Regions from separate parts of the Mus musculus genome. Here region 2 is linked to region 1. Evidence: chromatin contacts called from public HiChIP or PLAC-seq data. All regions are on one chromosome and are shown on one strand. Each heading gives the region's core, a stretch centred on a gene start, on an enhancer-like site or on the middle of the called end of the contact. The rest is flanking DNA. Distances are from core to core; before and after follow the strand shown. Region 1 has its middle 26 kb from the start of Gm12974. Region 2 has its middle 4.0 kb from the start of Gpatch3.

Region 1 (5,169 bases), core at 515-3,014:
TTTCATAGGCATTACGTTTGTTAAATATCCAATAGTATGCTAAAACCCTGTGCAGTTTTCTTGGCTGTAAACTAAAACACAACATAATCAATGTAGACACAGGTGTGAAATGTTTTTCTGATTGATTAGGCTGAGTCATCATTTAGGGAGGGAATCCTTTGTCCCAGTCGGCTGGAAAACCTGGACACTGCGCCCCCTGGAGGTAACACATCAGCACAGCCCAAATTCCTGGCAGAGCATTGCTCTGAGGTGAGCAACTGATAGCAGGTTTCCTTTAGAACTCTGTGATCTTTTTTTTTTTTTTTTTTTTTTTTGGTTTTTCGAGACAGGGTTTCTCTGTGTAGCCCTGGCTGTCCTGGCACTCACTTTGTAGACCAAGCTGTCCTCGAACTCAAAAATCCGCCTGCCTCTGCCTCCCGAGTGCGCCACCACGCCCGGCTAGAACTCTGTGATCTTACCTGGGCACGATGACACATGCCTGTGATTCCAGTACTCAGGAGAAGGAGGCAAGAGAATTGTGAGTTCGAGGCCAGGCTGACCTACATAACAGATCCAAGGTCAGCATGGGCTATGGTAGTATATTTCAGACCTGAAAATGGAAGAAAACTCATCAGGCATAGATGTCCTGTGATGTGATGACCTTGCAGAGGTAGGTGGATCTCTGTGAGTTCAAGGCAAGCCTGATCTACAAGGAAATTATAATCTGGCTGGCCTCAAAGTCATGGAGATCCCCCTGCCTCTGTCTCCTGGGTGCTGGGATTCAAGTTGTATGCCATGGCTCCTGGCAGACATTCTTCTTTGTTTGGTAATTTGTTTGTGTTGTTTAGAAACAGGATCTCAAATTACCTAGCCAAGGACAGCCTGGAACTCCTGACCCTCCTGCCTCTACCTCCCAAATTAGGATGATAACCCATAGCCTGGGTTAGGAAGTCTCTGTGCTGTGTTCCCGTTTCTTCTGCTCATGGTCACTACCAGAGCCTTGACCCAACTCTCATTCAACTATTTCCCCAGTGGGGATTGAACCTAGGTCCTTACCTATGCTAAGCAAGTACCATACCCCTAAGCTATGTCCTCAGGCCTATCTTTGCTTTTTAGTTTAAGATAGTCACAGTAAATTGCTCTAGATAACATTGAATTTGGATCCTCCTGTCTCAGCCTCCCAGGAAGCTGGAATTCCAGTCCTGACCCACAGAGGACGCTCTGCAGCTACCTGTAAGATCTGAGGTTTAGAGGCCAGAAGACTGCGTAAGAACCCCAACTCTCCGGGCGTGGTGGCGGATGCCTTTAATCCCAGCACTCGGGAGGCAGAGGCAGGTGGATTTCTGACTTCGAGGCCAACCTGGTCTACAAAGTGAGTTCCAGGGCAGCCAGGGCTATACAGAGAAACCCTGTCTCAAAAAAACAAACAAAAACAAAACAAAACAAAACAAAACAAAACAAAACACAACCCCCACTCAAGTTTTACAGTTAGTCTCTACTTGAATGCCCCTCCCTCAGAAGCCCCTGCAGAGGCCCTGTAGTTAATGCTCCATAGCAACAGTCAGAGTGACTGGACCCAGCTAAATCCAGCCCCAGGGAGCGTTTCCTGCCAGGGGAGAGTGGCCACAGGCCCTTCCCAGATACAAGTTTCAGGCTCAGGTCAGACCCGTGTGTAATCTGCCTCTTGATTTCTCAACTCCGCCCACAGCCTCGGGGGCAGGTGTGGAGCCACAGCAGAGAAGCGGCAGAGGAAGTGACTTATAAAAAGCAGTCTCAGGTTGAGTCACACAGAGGAGCTAGAGCTCGGAGAGCGGTTTGGGGGCAGGAAGGGGGGAGCGAAGGCCTTGTGAAAGACTTTACCGAGGCCCCCTCCTCTCCAGGTTTTACAAATGGCTTTAGTTTTGTTTCCCCAAAAAGAGAATGAGGAGAGGTCCTGACCTAGGAGGCTGGAGCCTGTGATCTGGGAGGGAGGGAGGGGCCCGTGGCTATGTGTTAGCCTGAGCTACTTCTCTGCCATCTTTGTGTCACCTGTATAAAACTCAAACCAAACCCCCAAAACAACAACAGCACCACAAACCAAGGGCCACTCTGAATTCATGTTTAAAGATACGAACTCTCAGAGAGTTGGTGGCTTTTCAAGACAGGGTTTCTTTGTGTAACACAACACTGGCTGTCCTGGATTAGCTTTTTAGACCCTGTGGCCTGGAACTCACAGAGATCTGCTTGCCTCTGCCTCCCCAGCACGCCTGCTCCTCCCACCCCACACCCTCCCACCCCCACATTTCCTACTCCTTTCACCCCACCCCACCCCCACCCCACCATTGCCCACCCCCGGCAGTGGCATACACCCTTAATCTCAGTACTTGGAAGTTACAGGCAGATGGATCTCAGAGTTCAAGGCCAGAGAGAGTTCCAGGATAGTCAGAACTCAGAACTATATAGTGAAACCCTGTCTGGAAAAACAAAACAAAACAAACAAGAAAAGTGTCGGTAGACGGCAAGGCAAAGAGGTTGAGTATTTACCAAGGTCTGCTGACCGGTACCCGGAGCTGAACATTAAACCACGACTGCCCATCTTTCTTTCTTTCTTCTTCTTTTTTTTTTTTTTTTAGATTTATTTATTATTATACATAAGTACACTGTAGCTGTCTTCAGACACACCAGAAGAGGGCATCAGATCTCATTACAGGTGGTTGTGAGCCACCATTTGGTTGCTGGGATTTGAACTCAGGAGCAGTCAGTGCTCTTATCTGCTGAGCCATTTCACCATCCCCTGCCCATATTTCTTTCTTTCTTTTGTTTTTCTTTTTTTGTGTGTGTGTGTGTGTGTGTGTGTGTGTGTGTGTGCTCTTAACCGCTGAGCCATCTCACCAGCCCCACTTTTTTTTTTTTTTTTTTTTTTTTTTTTGAGACAGGGTTTCTCTGTATAGCTCTGGCTGTCCTGGAACTCACTTTGTAGACCAGGCTGTCCTGGAACTCAGAAATCTGCCTGCCTCTGCCTCCCGAGTGCTGGGATTAAAGGTGTGCGCCACCACGCCCTGCCTCTTTTGGGTTTTTTTTTTTTTCTTTCTTTGTTTGCTTGTTTGTTTTTCGAGACAGGGTTTCTCTGTGTAGCCCTGGCTGTCCTGGAACTCACTCTGTAGACCAGGCTGGCCTCAAACTCAGAAATCCGTCTGTGTCTGCCTCCCGAGTGCTGGGATTAAAGGCATACGCCACCACTGCCCGGCTTTCTCTGGCTTTTTGAACATGCACAGACATATAGACACACACACACACACACACACACACACGAGAGAGAGAGAGAGAGAGAGAGAGAGAGAGAAAGAGAGAGAGAGACAGAGAGACAGAGAGACAGAGAGACAGAGACAGAGAGACAGAGAAAGAGAAGGAGGGAGGGAGGGAGGGAGGGAAGGAGAGACTAAGATAATAAAGTATACTTCCGTTTGGCATTTGAGGCCATGAAAAACCACAAATCCCGCTGACTTGGTGTCTGGGCTGTGTCCACCCACTGTTGCCCCACTGTTGCCTTCCCAGGTGCACCGGGCAGGAGGGGAACAGAAAGGAGCACTGCGGGTGTGTGTGTGTGTGTGTGTGTGTGTGTGTGTGTGTGTGTGTGTGTGTGTGTGTATGTGTTCCTGGGCTGAGTCCTCCCACTCACCTCTCCAGAGTCCTCCCACAGTTTAGTTCCACCCCTTTGCCCATGGCTGTGGCCGCTTCCATCCCTGAAGGTGCAGCACCCAATGAGGCCTCTCTCTTTGTTGAGTCATTTCCCCCCCACCTCCCCAGAGTTCATGGGGAACCCCTCTCTCTGTTTCTAGAAATAAAGTATTGCTATTCTGACTCTCTCAGCTCAGGGTGGAGGAACTTTCCGTGGGTGTGGGGGACTACCCCGAGGTGCGGTGGATTCTCCACTGCTGGTGATTTTTAATGGAGGGCTGGGTGCCCAGCTGAAGGGCTTTCCTGTAGGAGACAGGGGTTGGGTGTAGGCCTTTGAGGCTCTTTAACTGTAAGGTTTTATGAGTCATTATGAGTTGAAATTTAGCCTTTACATGAGGGTCAGATACAGGACATATATAGGCATAAGATAGACTCAAACGCAGCCTGCCTGGCGCATAGGAGCCTGAGACAGGAGTGGGGGTGGGTTGAAGGGAGGAGCTCAAGGCGATGGAGGTTTACCTGGGCAATAGGAAATAGGAGACCAAAAGGAGACAGGCCTGCTGAGATGGTTCATCGAGTAAAGACAATGCCACCCAGCCTAAGGACCTGAGGTTGATCCCCAGCTAGAAGAGAGCCAACTTCAGTACTATGTTCTCTGACCTCTGCCTACATGCTCTGTCACGTGTGCCCACACACATGAACATCATACACAACAAATAAGTTTTTTTTGTTGTTGTTTTTTTGTTTTTTCGAGACAGGATTTCTCTGTGTAGTCCTGGCTGGCCTGGAACTCACTCTGTAGACCAGGCTGGCCTCGAACTCAGAAATCCGCCTGCCTCTGCCTCCCGAGTGCTGGGATTAAAGGCGTGTGCCACTACGCCCGGCACTTTAAAAAAAAAATTTATTGGGGCTGGTGAGATGGCTCAGTGGGTAAGAGCACCCGACTGCTCTTCCGAAGGTCTGGAGTTCAAATCCCAGCAACCACATAATTTATTTATTACATGTAAGTACACTGTACCTGTCTTCAGACACTCTAGAAGAGGGAGTCAGATCTCGTTACGGATGGTTGGGAGCCACCATGTGGTTGCTGGGATTTGAACTTTGGAAGAGCAGTTGGTGCTCTTAACCGCTGAGCCATCTCACCAGCCCCACTTTTTTTTTTTTTTTTTTTTTTTTTTTTAAGTGGTCTAGCCACTTCCTTGCTTGGACACTTGTGGGTACATTCGTCTTCAATTTCCTTCCTGTGAAACCAAAAATGCCTACCTCATGAGACTACACGGGCCTCAGATGTGCTATGTCGCCGAGGCTGACCTCCAACCTCTGATCCTCAACAAAAAGGCCAAGCCACAGATGACCTGTCATTCCAGAGTTGAGAGGAGGGTTTAAATTCATGGGCTGAAGTCCCGAATGTTTGACTACTTAACGTGGGCAGGGAGTCAGACCTGCCTCTGACAAGGACTATCTTTGAGGTAATCCTAGACAGCAGGATACACAAATGGGCAGAGAGCCAGAAACGCTAAGGATGCTCGCACG
Region 2 (5,169 bases), core at 1,061-3,560, 270 kb before region 1:
GCTGGGATTTGAACTCAGGACCTTTGGAAGAGCAGTCGGCACTCTTAACCGCTGAGCCATCTCACTAGTCCCCCCAGTGTATTCATATACATAAAAATAAATAAATAAATAATAAAATAAAATTTAAAAAATAAAATAAAATCCAGACATTAAAATAGGTGATTGAGCCGGGCATGGTAGCGCACGCCTTTAATCCCAGCACTCGGGAGGCAGAGGCAGGCGGATTTCTGAGTTTGAGGCCAGCCTGGTCTACAAAGTGAGTTCCAGGACAGCCAGGGCTGTACAGAGAGAGAAACCCTGTCTCGAAAAACCAAAAAAAAAAAAAAAAAAAAAAAAGGTGATTGGGTCAGGCAGTGGTGGTGCACGCCTTTAATCCCAGCACTTGGGAGACAGAGGCAGGCAGATTTCTGAGTTTGAGGCCAGCCTGGTCTACAGAGTGAGATCCAGGACAGCCAGGGCTACACAGAGAAACCCTGTCTCAATGAACCAAAAAAAAAGATAGATGGAAGGTGAGAACCAGTGCCACTAAGCTGTCCTCTGACCTCCAGAGTGCCATGACGTGTTTGTCCCTATGTGTAAATCTTGCACATACAGTACTAAAAACAAATAAAATCCAAACATGATATTGTCCCCACCAACAATTATATGGACAATCATTATAGTTCTTTTTTTCCTTTTTTTCTTTTTTAGGTTGGCCCTGATAGTACACAACTGATTTTTTGTTTTTGTTTTTGTTTTGTTTTGTTTTCGACACAGGGTTTCTCTGTGTAGCCCTGGCTGTCCTGGAACTCACTTTGTAGACCAGGCTGGCCTCAAACTCAGAAATCTGCCTGCCTCTGCCTCCTGAGTGCTGAGACTAAAGGCGTGCACCACCATGCCCTGCAGTATATATACAACTGTTAACCCCAGCATTTAGGAAGCTGAGGCAGGAGGATTGCTAGGAGTTCCTAGCAGCCTGGACATAGCAAGACTTTGTCTTAAGAGAATTTTTTTCAGTTGGTTATCGTGATAGTCAGCTTTAATTCCAGCACTGAGAGGCAGATCTCTGAGTTCAAGGCCACCCTGATTACAGAGTGAGTTCTAGGACAGCCAGGGTTAAACAAAGAAACCATGTCTCAAAAACCAAAAATAAACAAATAAGTAAAAATAATTTTAAAAACTCTTTAAAAAGTATATCTATTAGATATAAAAAATAACAGTATAATGCCCCTCGCTACTGTGGCACCGGTCATTACCTCCATCAGCCTTGAGGGCTCTTTCTCAATTCATCATTGCCCCAAAGCTAATGACTACCCTGAATTTCAGTTAATAATTTCTTTGAGTTTTGCTTTCTTTCTGTCATTCACCTTATCGGCCCCACCCCCTGTTTGAGACAAGTCCATGCTCTGTAGCTCAGCCTGGCCTTGAACTTGTAGTTAAACTTCCTACCTCCCTCTCCCAGGTGCCAAGATCACTTGCATGACCTGAGTCTTTTTTCCGATTTACAGAATATTTACTTATGCATCCCTAAATTTTGTTTTCAGTTTGCAAGTTCAAACTTTATATAAATGAAACAGTTCTTGTTTCTTTCTTTTTTTAAAATTTTTTAAGTAGATATTTTCATTTACATTTCAAATGCTATCCCAAAAGTCCCCTATACCCTCCCCTGCCCTGCTCCCCCACCCACTCACTCCCACTTCTTGGCCCTGGAACAATTCTGGTTTCTGACCTCCTAACCTGAGGTTATTTGTACAAAATGCAAATGTTTTACAAAACCTCGTGAACTCATCAGCTATGGGTACTGGTGTACGCCGGTGAGTTAAGAAAACAACAAATCTGGGGAGGGGGTGTTACGGGTTATTAAAAAGGGAGGAGCTACTGCAATTACAAGGGCTCTGAGACCGCCGCAGTGAGGAGGGCTCTGACCTGGAAACATCTCCAAGGTCTTAAGGGCAAAACCAGGTTTTCTTTCACAGGAGAGAGAGAACAGTTCAGGGAAAGCCCCGGGAGAGGAAGTGGGGAGAGCAGCGGGAGCATGGTGGCTGATGGGTAAGGAGATGGGAAATATTTGGCTCTGAATCCAGCCCATTCTCACGAGGGGCTTCGGAGGAAGAGGAGGGAAGAGCTGGCTCAAGGTCTGAGACTCAGAGGAAGGAGACGGAAGCTCATTCAAAGCTTGGTGGGCGGGGACAAGTAAGAAGGTCAACTAAGCGTCTATGAGGCAAAGGACTGGAATTTGGAATCTGTCTGGTTTCATCACGGGTAAACACGGTGCACGTGTCTCTTACAGGCCAGTGAATAGAACTGATTCTTGGCAGTGAACTCTGTTCTGGAACACAGAATAGTCTGGGTCCTCACCCTTCCGTGCTGTGCTGGGTCACAGGGCTGTGGTCAAGCTCTGCAGTGTCAAAACATCTCAGGACTTCCTTCCTTCCTTCCTTCCTTCCTTCCTTCCTTCCTTCCTTCCTTCCTTCCTTCCTTCCTTCCTTCCCTCCTTCCCTCCCTCCCTCCCTTCTTCCTTTTTTGTTTTTTTGTTTTTTAAGACAGGGTTTCTCTGTGGAGCCCTGACTGCCCTGTAACACACTTTGTAGATCAGGCTGGCTTAGAACTCAGAAATCAGCCTGCCTCTGCCTCCCGAGTGCTGGGATTAAAGGCTTGCGCCACCACGGCCAGGCTTCTTTCTGCTTTCTTATCTTTAATTTTTTATGCATGTGGATGTTTTGCCTTCACATATATCTATGCACCAGGTGTGTGTCTGGTGCCTGTGGAGACCAGAAAGCGCCATTTGCATCTCCTAGAACTGCAGTTGCAGACAGTTATCAGCTGCCTTCTAGATGCTAGGTAGCAAACCTAGGTCTTTTGCAAGAGCCATCTCTGCAGGCGCGAACCCCTTATGCTTTCATGGTTTTTTTGTTTTTGGTGAACCAATGAGTTTCTATTCAGGCCTCTTACAAGAACATGGGTAAGGGGTGCTTACGGGAGTATTGACACTTTACCAGTGGCTACACTACTGTAGAAAATGTCTTTTTCTCCTTTAGTGTGATTTTTCTAAGGGAAACGAAAACAATTGTCTACTTATCCTAGCCAGGGAACCAATGACAGACCAAAGTATTCATAAAACTAACCAGCACCAATTCACCCAAAGTGATGAGCCAATGAGTGTGTTGGGGTTACAGATAGGAGCATGGATGACTCCAAATCAGTCAGCTTCATTATTGAAAAGTCACACACACAAAAAAAGAAAGAAAGAAAGAAAGAAAGAAAGAAAGAAAGAAAGAAAGAAAGAAAGGAAGGAAGGAAGGAAGAAAAGAAAAGAAAAGAAAAGAAAAGAAAAGAAAAGAAAAGAAAAGAAAAGAAAAGAAAAGAAAAGAAAAGTCACCCCAGCATGACTTACAAAAGCTGCATCCCTGGAGTTCATTGCTGAACTTGAAGGCAGCTGGACAGGTTAGAAAGTCTCTTCTCTCCAGCAGTCCTTATTGCTCATATATACTTGAGGAGGGGACTTTGTGAATCTTGTATGTTTTAGGAACTGAGACTTGTGAGTTGTTTACTTTTCTAAATTCTACCCTAATTTTTATTTTGTATGTTTTGTTTTGCTTGCAAGTTGTTTTTTTTTTTTTTAAGATTTATATATTAACATTGTAGCAGCTAGGCAGTGGTGGCCCACGCCTTTAATCCCAGCACTTGGGAGGCAGAGGCAGGTGGATTTCTGAGTTCGAGGCCAGCCTGGTCTACAGACAGAGTGAGTTCCAGGACAGCCAGGGCTATACACAGAAACCCTGTCTCGAATAAAATTATATATATATATATATATATATATATATATATATATATATATATATATAAAATTAAAAAAACCCATTGTAGCTGACTTCAGGCACACCAGAAGAGGGCATCAGATCTCATTACAGATGGTTGTGAGCCACCATGTGGTTGCTGGGATGTGAACTCAGGACCTTGGGAAGAGCAGTTAGTGCTCTTACCCACTGAGCCATCTTGCCAGCCCTTGCTTGCAAGTTTATCAGTAGATCATGTGCATACCTGGCGCCCTCAAGAGGACAGAAGATCCCTTGAAACTGGAGTCACAGGTAGTTGTGAACTGCCCTGTGGGTGCTAGGAATTGAATCTGTGTCCTCTGGCTCTTAACTGCTGAGTTATTTCTCCAGCCTCCATTGTTTACTTGGAGAGTCATAAGGATTATCCACCCAGGATAGAATGTTTCAAAGTGCCCGCCACCAGCCTCTCCTTCTCTCCCTATGCCCCGACAGCAGCTGTCAAAAATGGCGGCTCCTGCCAGGCGTGGTGGCGCACGCCTTTAATCCCAGCACTCGGGAGGCAGAAGCAGCAGATTTCTGAGTTCGAGGCCAGCCTGGTCTACAAAGTGAGTTCCAGGACAGCCAGCGCTATTCAAAGAAACCCTGTCTCGAAAAACCAAAACCAAAACCCAAACAAACACGACATCTCACCCTGCAACTATCACAGGAGCATTTTCTTTCCCACCTCAGCAGGAGCTGTCCACGGTGGCCACAACTCCACTCCAGCCTCCTCAGAGATGGCGCCTCAGCCAAAGCCAGCTGTGGCTGGGAAGGACTTCCCACCTTAATCCATGGACCCGATGCAGGGAAAAGGGGTGAGAAAAGCCACCAATCTCTGAGCGCCCCAAGCTCAGGACTTAAAATTCCACCAATCCTACATCTGGAAATCTCTGCCCTGCTAAAGCACCTCCACTAAGCAAGCCCATATAAGCTCTGCCCTTTGTCCAGTCCTCGCCCAGGAGCAGAGGGCAGCCATTTCTGGATTCAGCCCTCCACATGCTGGACCCTCCAATACATCTCTTTCATGAGATTTGGTGCCTGGTGTGACTCTCTCGTCGCAAGAAGCCATGAAGACAAAAAGTAAAGATGTGGACTGGGGCTGAGGCTCCTGAGCGCCTGAGTTCAGTTGGGGATCCCCTTCCCTCGGAGCTGCAATGCTTCTGCTGAGGAAGAGACTTCCTCTCAGAGCCGTAAGGTCCCTGGGCTCCCATGCCCCAGGATGCCCTTCCACTGGGTACCATTCCCCTTGAGTTCTAGGATTACCCTTTCATCTGAGCAGAAACACCTACACCCACCATCAACCATCAACTGTATAAAAATTCTTAGAGAGGGGTGCGATCTCATGAGCCTTCCCCCTCCTCCATGACAGGAAATT

What was found. HiChIP or PLAC-seq counts read pairs in DNA pulled down with a chosen protein or histone mark.
Region 2: a contact with region 1 is called in an H3K4me3 HiChIP or PLAC-seq map of embryonic stem cells, with 27 read pairs. The contact joins two enhancer-like sites. A contact is called at or near these places in 18 of 39 promoter capture datasets (3T3-L1-derived adipocytes, the HPC-7 cell line, HPC-7-derived erythroid cells and 10 more), 2 of 15 datasets of contacts at CTCF or cohesin (the NIH/3T3 cell line and large pre-B cells), 3 of 484 Hi-C or Micro-C datasets (B cells, the HL-1 cell line and bone marrow-derived macrophages), 19 of 115 datasets of contacts at active chromatin or transcription factors (the 230-238 cell line, the HPC-7 cell line, T-cell acute lymphoblastic leukemia and 13 more) and 4 of 9 other capture datasets (adipose tissue, liver, macrophages and 1 more).

Annotation. Positions count from the first base shown.
Region 1 is chr4:133,839,522-133,844,690 of GRCm38.p6, forward strand. No RefSeq gene overlaps it. Among named protein-coding and RNA genes, the nearest start is that of Gm12974, 26 kb to the left of the region's middle. Within about 2 kb of position 1,765, at least 180 of the 459 cell types and tissues checked have an H3K27ac peak or open chromatin away from gene starts, as enhancers often do. A contact at or near this core is called in embryonic stem cells and pancreatic cancer cells, where this site is marked.
Region 2 is chr4:133,568,126-133,573,294 of GRCm38.p6, forward strand. No RefSeq gene overlaps it. Among named protein-coding and RNA genes, the nearest start is that of Gpatch3, 4.0 kb to the right of the region's middle. Within about 2 kb of position 2,311, at least 55 of the 459 cell types and tissues checked have an H3K27ac peak or open chromatin away from gene starts, as enhancers often do. A contact at or near this core is called in embryonic stem cells and pancreatic cancer cells, where this site is marked.